Regions from separate parts of the Cricetulus griseus genome. Here region 1 is linked to region 2. A link is a contact called in public Hi-C data. All regions are on one chromosome and are shown on one strand. The core of a region is the stretch at or near the end of the contact, and the rest is flanking DNA. Distances in the headings are between cores, read along the strand shown.

What was found. Hi-C and Micro-C count contacts between places; a contact is called where the count stands out from the background.
Region 1: a Hi-C map of the CHL-YN cell line shows a contact between it and region 2, with 4 times the contacts expected there. The contact joins the promoter of Mrpl16 here to the promoter of Gtpbp6 in region 2. A contact is called at or near these places in 2 of 8 Hi-C or Micro-C datasets (the CHL-YN cell line and the CHO-K1 cell line).

The regions. Positions count from the first base shown.
Region 1 is chr3:48,827,347-48,833,336 of CriGri-PICRH-1.0, forward strand. Mrpl16 (39S ribosomal protein L16, mitochondrial) reads right to left here and starts at 4,054. Exons shown (of 4, transcript XM_027406648.2): 1 at 3,895-4,054; 2 at 3,594-3,659; 3 at 1,594-1,742; 4 at 1-475. The coding sequence starts at 3,949.
Region 2 is chr3:48,578,764-48,584,175 of CriGri-PICRH-1.0, forward strand. It overlaps Gtpbp6 (putative GTP-binding protein 6), which reads left to right and starts at 3,741. Exons shown (of 10, transcript XM_035441968.1): 1 at 3,741-4,096; 2 at 4,597-4,779. The coding sequence starts at 3,781.

The DNA.
Region 1 (5,990 bases), core at 2,804-5,303, 250 kb after region 2:
TAGGCAGGAAGAATTTGCCCCAATACTGCCCTTTCTGTGTCAAGTCATATGGGCTCAGGAATTTCCGTATGCCAAGCATGTTGGCCGTGGCTATGCGCTCAAAGGTCCAGGGATTTTGGTTGTTATTTTCTCTTTCTTTTTGATTTTGGCGCATCTTTTCTAGAGTCTCACGGCTTACAGCCTTTGCTGGAAAGGGCAGTTTGTGGGCAACTAGGTCCAGGAAACCCTGTACCTCTTTAAATTCACAGCGTCCACCTAACTCTACTATGAGAGTGCCAGTCTTCACAGGTGTCACGTAGTGATCAATGGCACCTTTACCGCCCCCCATGCGCTGCCCGACACCTTTTCGAGTGACGGGCTTGAAAGGGGCCGGTACTCGCCACTTGGCAAACATGTTCTTGGGATCCATAGAGCGGTTGATTGTCAGGCGCATCATTTCAAAATGACCCCAGTGGAGGTAACCACCTCCCAGTGCCTAAAAATGAATAGGAAAATTAGAATACAAGGGGATTTAGAAATCTGTTATGGAGACTATTATGCCTCCTCTTTGACAGTAACTGGCTTTAATGATACACATGAAAATAAACCTAAGTTCTAACTAGTAATATGGAGGAAACACCTTGGGGCCAGTAATAAAGGACAGCAAGGGCAGAGTCACTCTCAGGGAGAGGGAGGTCTTTTTGCAGATATGACACTTAAGCTGAGGATAGAATCCTAATAACTAGTCAAGAGAGAAGAGCAAAGTCCCAGACAGAGAAACATTGATGTAATGCCCTGACACAGCAAAGGGCTTGGTGAGTTTGTGTGGAAGCCAGTGTTTGCAGGGGTGCAGGAGGGATGCAGAGTGGACACAAGGTTCTGAGAGATCAGCAGCAGTGCCATGCAGGCCATCACAGCTACCACTCTGGTTGCCTCATATCCACTTGAGTGGCAACTGACATTAATTTTTACAGAAACCACTCGGCAAGTAGTGAAGCAGCTGTTCTAATCCTTAACCAGGAATATTTCACTTTTACCAAAAGTTTAAAAAGATCTCGTTGTAACTGGGCAAACAAGGCAGCAAACAAAGCAGGGAACTGTGAAAGTTCCCTGCTTTCACAGTAGCCTTCCTCACCCCCTCTATAGTTTCAAGTCATCTGAAATAGTAAGTGGAGATCCTGGCATAAACATTTATAATTTTAAACTAAACACTTTTCGGAATAGCAAGATAAAAACTAATATCTTGTTCTACACAATTTCACCCAGATATGAATCACCTATCTGTTCAGTGTATAATTGTTGTACAGGCTACCTGCCTGTGGGGTTCTTAGAAGCCACTAGGTTATCGGATCCACTGTGACAGTATCACAGGGCTTCTATACAGAATTCCATGCTATCCACACTCTCAAGCATCCAGTAGAGGACTGCTGTTTTCAGTCCTACACTGAAGAAAGGCATATAACTCATGTTTACTTGGCTACCCAGTAGCCTCCATCTACATCTATTTAAGAGTAACTGGACTATAGCATCTAGGTGTGGCAGTTCTAATAAACCTGGAGGAAGAGACTTCAACTCAAAGAGTAGGAAATTTTGTTAATTTCTTTTATCACTCACCAAAACTGCAAAATTGCCTTCTGTGAATTCAGTGGCTTCAGTTGAAGGTCCTCGTATGTCCTTCAAATTTTTAGGTTCTCTTCTTACTTTTGGTACAAGTGGGACCCTTTCAACAAACTTAAGCTTGGACCTTTCAGGGATGGAGATATCTAGCAGGACAAAAACAACCAGGAATAAGCAAAGCTACACATGATCTACATTCTCCCTGTGAAGATTCACACCATCAAGTGGGAGTCTTAGGTCACTGAATAATATTAATTCCAAAGGTTGTTATTCTCCTGTGGATGTTTCCAGTGACACCGGAATCTTTCAGCTATAACAGTGCTTTCTGCAGATGTTTCTAAACAAAATTCACTTGCTAACTCCTTGCTCTATGTTCAGCACCTATAATGGGTACTGTTCCAAATTACTGTTTCATTCCACCTTTAAAGCAGCTTAGGTATTTTGAGACAGTCTTCATGGGCTGTCAGGTGGTGATCACTGTGTAACCTCAATCCTGTAAGAATCGCTGGATTGAGTGTGTGCTATCACCACACCTGGCTACCTGTATACTATTTAGGGCTTCTTCTTTTTTTTTTCTTAAAGTTTGAATTTTACATACACTAAATGGACAAGGGAGAGGGGTATTACAAAGTGAAGTATTAGAAGAAAACAAGGGGCCTACGAGATGTTTCAACTGGTAGGACGCACCTGCTCTCAAGCTTGCCCACCCAAGTTTTGTGTCTTTAGGGCCCACATGGTGAAAGGAGAGAACTGACTCCCAGATGTTGTCTTCTGACCTCTACAAATATACCATGGCATGAGTACATCCACACACATACATGCATACAAAATAAATAAAAAGTAATAAAAATATACAAAAATTGAGAATAAGAACACATAATTTTCACCTAGATCAAGAAACATAATTGGGCAAGTGGTGTTCTAATCTCCATTTTAAAAAGGAATGTAGGGCATAGACATTTTACAATTAATTCAATTAAAAACATCGAAGCAGGCTCTTTTTTAAAAAAGTCACTGCCCGTCTGAATGCTAACGGGGTACAGAATACTATATTGTACAAAAAATATGGTCTTCAACTGTGCTGTATTTTTCTTGAGAAACAACCTAAGAATTCTCTGATCAGTATTTTAACACCTTAACCCCATTTATTTGGAAACCTTGGAAAAATAATTGTGATTAATAAAAAAATTAAATATGAAAAAAATATGGCTCCATGCTAGAAATAAAGAAATCAAGAAACCTCAAAGATTCATCACATTATCAGTGGAATTATAAAATTGAAATTCCAAGTTATAAAAACCACCATTAACTTCTATGGGCAGTTACTGAGAAACTTGGTAGTTAATATGCACTTACAAGAGCACATAGTCCTTTGTTTCTTAAAAACTTTGGGTGCTTTGCCTGCATGTATTGATGGATTCCTTGGAACCGGAAGTATAGACGGTTGTGAACCATCATGTGGGTTCTGATAATAGAACCCGAATCCTCTGCAAGAGCAACAAGTGCTACTAACTGCTGTACCATTGCTCCAGCCCTCACAGTTCTTTAACAGTTATGTGGAGAAGACCCTCAGATGCCCCGGCTGTTTGCAGTTTTGGAGATCTCAATATATTAAAGTTAGATTTATGGGGCTGCAGCTGACCTGGTTACTATTGCCAAGTGTTATACATATATTCTGTTTGGAGAGAAGATCAAGTCTAGTTAATGACCAGTTAGCTCTGACAGTAGATCATGGGGGTCACAAAACAGTGTAGGATGCCGGGCAACTAACCCAATAGGTATTTGCTCCGCCTAGGTGAGGAATTTTTACGTTCTTGGCCTCTAGTTCTTAGAACACTGCTTGTCAGCGCAGTACGCCTTCATTACCTGTATTTGTTGAATCACTCAATGAAGACGGGAAGCAGCAAGAGCACCTAAGTTTTTTTTTTGTTTGTTTTTGTTTTTTTACCATCAGCTGGGGTTCATCAGAGAAAAAAGTGGAGATGACAGGCGCTCACCTTCAAAACTTGGCACTGGGAGGAGGGTCTTCAGACCAGCACTGGTGGGAAGGGCTGCCCAAGAATCTAAAAAGACAAACCAAATCACGGTTGGCACACTCTGGGTCATTCCTGACAGAGGTGTCTAGACGTGCGGGGCGCAGGTTCCACTAAACGGGCTCCCAAGGGAGCAGGCGGGGTCTCGAAGCACCGACTCCCGCACATGACCGGGACCCAGGGCGGCAGGAAAGCGCAGGTCTTAAGAACAAGCATCCACTTGGGAGTGTGCGGAGGACGAACAGGGGAATGTCTTTCTTCTGACCTGAAACGTGCACCCGCAGGAGCGGCGCGGGAGTGCGCGTCAGCAGCCTCCACATGGCCACGCGCGAGCGGCGGGGGTGAGGATTCTCTCGGCGACAACAGTGGCTTCCTCCCTTCGTGAAGCCCAGATTTCAGCCGGCCGGAAGTCACCCAGGACAGGAAGTGACGTTGAGCCGCTCCATTCCCTTAGAGAGTCCCTACGGAAGCGGAGGAAAGTCGAGCTCAATTCTTGGTTCCGGAGCAGGTGTCTGCAGGTTAAAGGTGTGGCGCGCCAAGCCACGCCCAGGCGTTCCGTGTTTCTGTGAGGGTTTCCGGTTTTTCCCGCATAGTGACCGCCCAGGATTTTCCCCTTGGTGTGGGAAAGTGTGAAACCTTGAGGTTTGATAGGAAAGTTGTTCCCTTAACTTTCGCTGCCTTATGTCCCTTCTCTAGAGGATATTAGGAAGATGCCATTATTTGTCATTGGCTTATTAACTGGGCGCTTTCGGAGTTTTGTCCTGATAAATCCATGAGAAGAGCTGTAGCTGGAGTTTTCAAGGTAAAAACCCAGGCTTGGACAGTCCCAACAGGCTGGGTTCGATCACCTGTCCCCAATATGCCAATTAAAGAGAAAGTAATGGCGAAAACCTAGCATTCATTTAAGGTGGCTTCCTTTGAAACAACAGATGAAGGGGTCCAGTGACCATCCAAGACCGTTCTCAAGGCCCTGGCATGAGCTTTATTTATGTTTTTTTTTTTCTCCTCTTTTGAGACCGAATCTCTCCATGTAGAGAGACCTCACACTATGTACACTAGACTGCCCCCCCCCCAGTGTTGGGATTAAAGGCATGGTGATGCCTTCAGCTTTAAATTTAAATAGAGGACAAATTGAGGCACAGGGTAGGGAGTCGGCTAAAGGGTATGCATAATTAAGCGCCTTAAGTGGTTAAGGTGTCTGGTTGATCATTGCCTCAGTTCTGGTTTGGCACGGCAGTCATCTCAAGCTGGCATAGTTTTAACAGAATCAATCTGTTTCCATAGGAGATAAATTCCATTTCAAGTTGCAGCCTTTGTCTTCTCAGAAGAGGGGCAGCGGTCTGTCTTCAAGTTTTTCCCTTCAAGAAGTTCAAGAGGAGTTGGAGGGGTGGCTGAGTAGGTAAGAGCACTGGCTGCTGTTCTATAGGACGTGGGTTCAATTCCCAGCAGCCACATTGTGGCTCATTACAGTCTACAACACTAGTTCAAGGGATCGTACATCCTCTTCTGTCCTCCTTGGAGCAATCAGGCATGCATGTGATGCAGGCACGTACACACACACACACACACACACACACACACACACACACACACACACACACACACACACGGTGCAATAAAAATAATTAAAAGAAGGGAACCTAAGAGGGAAAGTGAAAGACAGTGACGTATCTCTGGGTCTTTACCCAGAATAAAGACACAAAGTGAAGGTAGAGATTTCAGCCTTTCCCCCTGCTTTTATTAACTTGTGAGCCCTAGTGATGAGCTGATGTCTTTTAGTAATATTTGTGTCAAAGTCATTGTAATTATTTTGCAAGGGATTTTTCTCAGCATTACAATGGAAAATTTGAGCACACTCTGTTACTTCAGAAACCTTAGTGAATGGGACATACCATAAATTAATAACAAAGGGAAAAGAAATAATACATAATCATCTTTTTGGAAATGTTAGGCACATTATTTTTTATGAGGCTGGAGCTTTGTAATCAGAACAAGAGTATTTGTATCCAAGTTTTTAGGAGACAATGACATTAGTAATTGAGATATGTCTCTTGTACTTACGTCATGTTAAATCTGTCTGCCCTTAAGAATTAATTTCACAAACAGTAAATATAATCTATAAAGCTTTTAGATATACTGGGAAAATTGCTTACAAATCTACACACCCATAAAATGCATCATTTCCTTCTCCACGGCTGGTGGGAGTGCCAACTTGTACAGCCACTTCGGAAATCAGTATGGCGACTCCTCAAGAAAATGGGAATCAGTCTACTACAACATCCAGCAATTCCACTCCTAGGCATATACCCAAAAGAAGCACATTCATACAACAAAGACATCTGTTCAACGATGTTCATAGCA
Region 2 (5,412 bases), core at 2,491-4,990:
AAACATCGTAACTATCGTTTTTTTCTTCTTAATCACTGTTTTATTATATATAATTTTACTATGTTAAAGTTAAAACCCTTCTTTTTACTTAGACAGAAAAAAGGAGATGATGGGGATGTCCTTCTGTATATGTTTCTTTTACTGGTTGATGAATAAAACACTGTTTGGCCAATAGAGGTAGGAAGATAGGCGAGACTAGGAGACAAGGAGAATTCTGGGAAAGATAGGCAGAGAGGCACCAGAAAGAGGACACCATGTAGACCACAAAGGAGTAACAGGTCCAGGCATTCTCTGGTAAGACAAGACCATGTGGAAATACATAGATTAATAGAAATGGGTTAATAACTAAGACAGCTAGCCAATAAGCCCTAGTCATCGGCCAACTGATTAATAATTAATATAACATCTTTGTGTGTTTATTTGGGGCTGAGGCGGCAGCGGAACCTGGCAGGAAAGTAACTCCAGCAACAGGACACCTTCATCTTCAGCATGATAACGAGATATTTGGGACCTGGAGAATTGGCTCAGTAGTACTGCTGCTCTTGGGTACCCAAGTTTGATTCCTAACACCCACATGAGATTGGTCAGAGCCACCTGTATTTCCTTGTCCTCGGGTCTGGTGCATTATGCTGTGCAAATGGTGAAAAGACAGAAATATAAGTGATTCTGTACTGGAAAAAAATTTCTTCATGTGCCTGTTATCTTAAAAGAGAATGAAATTTAAGTGTATAAGTTTTGTCAGTGAGTACATCAAGTGTATGCCAGGTATCAGTGATGACCAGAAGATGGTGTCTTAACTCCCTGTGATGGGAGGTACAGACAGTTATGAGCTGTCTTGTGGGTGTGGGGATCAAAGCCAGCCCCTGTGGATGAGCAGCCAGTGTTCTAAGTACTGAGCCTTCTATTCAGCCCCACGAGTTTGTCATTAATAGCAGTAAGGTGTGACTGGCTTATCTAAGTTCATCTTTACCTCAGCCCTGCTGACCCAGAAGAAATATAAGATTGGTAGCATCAGAAACTTAGACGTGGTGCTTAAATTTTCTGAGCCTAAATCTCCACAAAATGAGGGTAAAGTACAAAGAATGATCAGGAGAGAAACTGACAATAAAAATCTTTAGAAGATGGTTGACCATTTAACCAAAGCTACAAGAGTGAATTTAACTCCAGTGTGGTAAAGAGGCAGCAACGGGAGCCCACAAGCTCACATGTCAGGTGTACCATGCTTGAGTTTAGACCTCCTGTAAGGAAGGAAAAGGAACATGCAGGCAAGCCTGACTTGTCTGAATGGGGTTGTACTCTGCTTCCCCGGTGCCTGAAAAACCTCCAGTTAGGACCCTGAATGGTGCTGACTATAGATAACATCCAGGTTGTCTGGAGATCCTGAGACTTGAACTGAAGTCTCTCCAAGGCTAAGGCAATCAGGCATTCACAAAGAGTTGTGGAGTTTGGAAGAAGTATTAGGGATGGAGCTTTGGGTGTGAAAGCCCAAAGTTCAAATGCCAGAGAGCAGTGTTTGGGGTGTAGCTGAGGACAAGTTGGCATGAAGTGTGTACTGTATCCACTCAGCTATGGTGGGTCATTCCCCCTCCAGGTCTTCCACTCTTTCTTTACTTTTTTGTCAACTCATGTAGCTGTCAGTGACAGTACCCTGCAGCCCTCTCTTTGCAGTCCCCACTAGGACCTTAAAGCTCCTCAGTCTCCACCCCATCAATCCCTGGTACTTGCCTGCCTGGCAGGAATAAGGATGTCCTAAGAGACATATCTCTCCCTTTGGCTAACAACTAGTGAAACAGTAGATACCATGAAATTCTAATTCCCCTGGGAACCTCATTGTGGGAAAAGACTGACTCCTGCAGATGAGAATGTCTGCACTGAAGAAACATTTACTCCATATCTGACTACCTTGCAGGAGAGACAGGAGCTGAGGTTGGGGGAGGGGTTTTAGAGGTGGGAAAACTTTATATGGCTTATTATATTACTTAGTTGTACTATTGTTGCCATCTATCGAAACCTGTTAGGACCCCAAGGTTTTCTCTTCATCACTGTTCCAAATAAGTCACACTGGAAAATGTCATGTTTACAATTTTTCGTTAATAAGGGGGATCTCTGAGTTCAAGGCCAGCCTGGCCTACAGAACAAGTGCCAGGAGAGGCTCCAAAGCTACACAGAGAAACTGTGTCTTAAAAATAATAATAATTTGCTCTTTTTATCTTTTCTATTGTTTTCCATCTTAAAGAATACTCTCAGGATTGGAGAAATGGCTCAGAGGTTAGGAGCACTAACTGCTCTTCCAGAGGTCCTGAGTTCAATTCCCAACAACCACTTGGTGGCTCACAGCCATCTATAATGAGATCTGGTGCCATCTTTTGGTGTGAGGCATACATGGAGGCAGAATGCTGTATATATAATTAATAAAGAAATCTTTAAAAAATACTCTCAGTATGAATGTCTGACTGGCCTGAAACTCACTATATAGACTACTACTAGGCTCTTCTAGAACATCAGACAGATTTGCCCATTGTGTCTCCAGTGTACCTGAATTGTAGGTGGTTACATTACAGACAACTAAAGACAGGCTTTTTATGTAGCCTTGGCGGTCCTTAAACTAGCTCTGTAGAGCAGGCTGACCTTGAATTTACAGAGATCCACCTGCTTCTGCCTCCTAAGTGTTAGGATTAAAGGTGAGAACAGACAGGAAGGAGCTCAAAGCTTTCAGTCTGAGGATTCAGAGACAGGATCACCCTTTTGGTCTGAGCATTGGTAGAGGTAAAAACTCTCCAGTGGCTGGCTGCTCTGCTTTTCTGATCTTCCAGCTTTCACCCCTGATACCTGACTCAGGGTTTTTATTATTAAGACCTATTAGAAATCGTGGTATTTCTATGGTGGCATAGACCTGTAACCATGATACTCAGTGGAGACAGGAATTTCAGGATTTCAAAGTCATCCAAGATGAGAATGGTCTAAATAGAGTATGGTTGGAGGCCCATGGAACCTAAGGTGGCTGACTGACTCAGGACAGTGTCTATAGTCTTCCCTGAAGCTCTAGAACTTCAGGTTCATGGCACCAGCAAGTGTTAGCTGAGGTATTTACCAGTCCATGTTTTCTATTCTTGATAATGTTTTCTGTCCAAGGCAGCCTAGGTCACTTAAGGGTCAGACTCATGTTGCCCAACAGAGTAATATTCTCCTGCAAGTGGGTGAATTAGCCTCAGACAGGAATGAGCTCCCTATTTTTATATGCAAAATATCATATTCAGTCCTGAAACCATAACACACAGCCAACAGAAATGGACCCAGCAGGTTTTATTCATATATTTAGGGTTAGAGGATAGGGATAGAGTGGGTTAAGGTTTGTGTGATGGGCCCCAGGAGGTGTGCAGGTGACAGGTGTAATGACCCCATTGTAGTGAGGTGACTCCATACGGTGACCCGCACTCTAGCATAAAGTTGCCTCATGACTTTCGGCCCAGGCCCCGCCCTCTCCAGGAGATAATCAGCCCCAGCTGGGCCAGTCACTCGCTCCCGTGGGGACCTGCTTGCCTGTGACCTTCCAACACTTTCCTGTCATGCGTCTCCCGAGGGTCCCAGGTTCCCTCTACTCTCCCCCACACCACCACCCCCAAGCGGGACTCGAACACTGCACAGACTGGGACTCCATCGCTCGCCAATCAGGAGCGGGATCTCAGAAGCAGCGGGGGGTGGAAGCGGGGAGAAGCACCGTTGTCCCCGCCCCCTCGCCCCGCTCCTCCCTTCCCCGTCCCCATTGCGCGCGCACGCAGCATGTTCTCCGTGCGCACTGCCGTCCTCCCGGGCCTCCGGCTCCTAGTCCGAGGCTTTGCCGCTCGGAGCTCCGCGCCGCCCCTGCAATGGCCGGTCCGAGCGGGCATCGCCAACATCCGGGTCTTCGGGAGCCAGGGACGAGGCGGCTCGCACGACCGGGGCTGGGCGAGCGGCGCCGAAGGGGAGGGGGAGGAGCCCGAGGAGGAGGAGGAGGAGCTGCTGAGCGCCGAGCCGCTGCTGCCCACCGCCTCCCAGCGCGTGTGCGTCTTGCATCCTGACGTCAAGGGCCGGGCCGGAAGGACGCCGCGGAACACAGGTACCGGAAGGAGAAAGGCGGGGCCGGAAGGCGGAATAACGTCACCGAAAGGGCGAGGGCAGGAACGAGCGGCGTCGCCAGAAGAGGAGGGGACCCTTCCGGAGGGGCGTGTAGGCGAGGGAGGCAGTGGAGCGGGTTGCCCAGAAGAGGCGGGACACTAGGGCGGAAGTGCTCACTGAAGCCGGAAGGGAGGTGTTGCGGGCTTGACGGGGACAAGCTGATTGGGCAGGGATGAAGAGGCGGAGCCACGGAAAAGTAAGGTGGAGGAGAAGCCGGGGGAGGTCAAACTGAAGTGCATCCGGAAGGGGGCGGAGTTTGGGGGTTGGCCTGGGGCGGTGTCCTGTTGAGCATGGGGCGGGGCGTCGGGCGGGGCCTGGGTGACGGTGGGGCGGGGCTTGGCTTGCTAGGCGTGGAGTCTAGATGAGCTTGGGGCGGGATCCTGGTAACTTGGTTTCTTAGCACTCCTGCCCGCTGCTGCAGCAGCCTCTGCGATGTTTCAGGGTCTGTGCAGCCGCGGCCCCCGACGGACGCCGTCTGTACTCTCTTAGAGTTGCAGGTGGCGGAGGCCGCCGCGCTGGTGCACGCGCTGCATGGCTGGTCGGTGGTGCAGACTCTGGTGGTGCCCACCAAAGTCCCCGACAGCAGGCTCGTCTTCGGCAAGGGCAACTTCCAAGACCTGACAGGTGAGTCGCCCCACCCCCTCCGGCCCGACCCTGTGGACGGTGGAGCCGTCCGTGATCGGACCCCGTGGTGGGTCCCGGGGACACGAGTCCCACCGCTGTGGGAAGACCCACCCTCGAGCCTCAGGGCAGGCCCCGAACTGGCAGGTGGTAGGAGGGTGCAAGAAATGTCACTCACCTGCCCACATGTCCCTGCCTCGAGCTATGGGTCCCTGTCCAGGTCCCTAACAATCTCAGCCTGATTTCAAGAACCAGATGCTTTCCGGAGCATAACCCCCTACACCACACACACACACACACACACACACACACACACACACTGTGTTCCTGCCTTGCAGTACTCTGTGTGCATGCTTGTGCTGCATACTCTGTATGCGTGTGCAGCCCTCTGTGCAATCCTGAGTGCATACCTGTTCAGTCCTGTGTGCTGCCCTCTGAGTACATGCGTGTGATTCCCTTTGTGTGCACGTGTGTGTGTGTGTGTGTGTGTGTGTGTGTGTGTGTGTGTGTGTGTGCAATCCTTTGTTTGTATGTGAGACCCTCAGTGTGGGTGTGCATCCCTCTGTGTACATGTGTGTGGTCCTCTGTGTGTAGGCTGTGTGGCCCTGGCACAGCCTGCCTCTGATGGAACTTTCT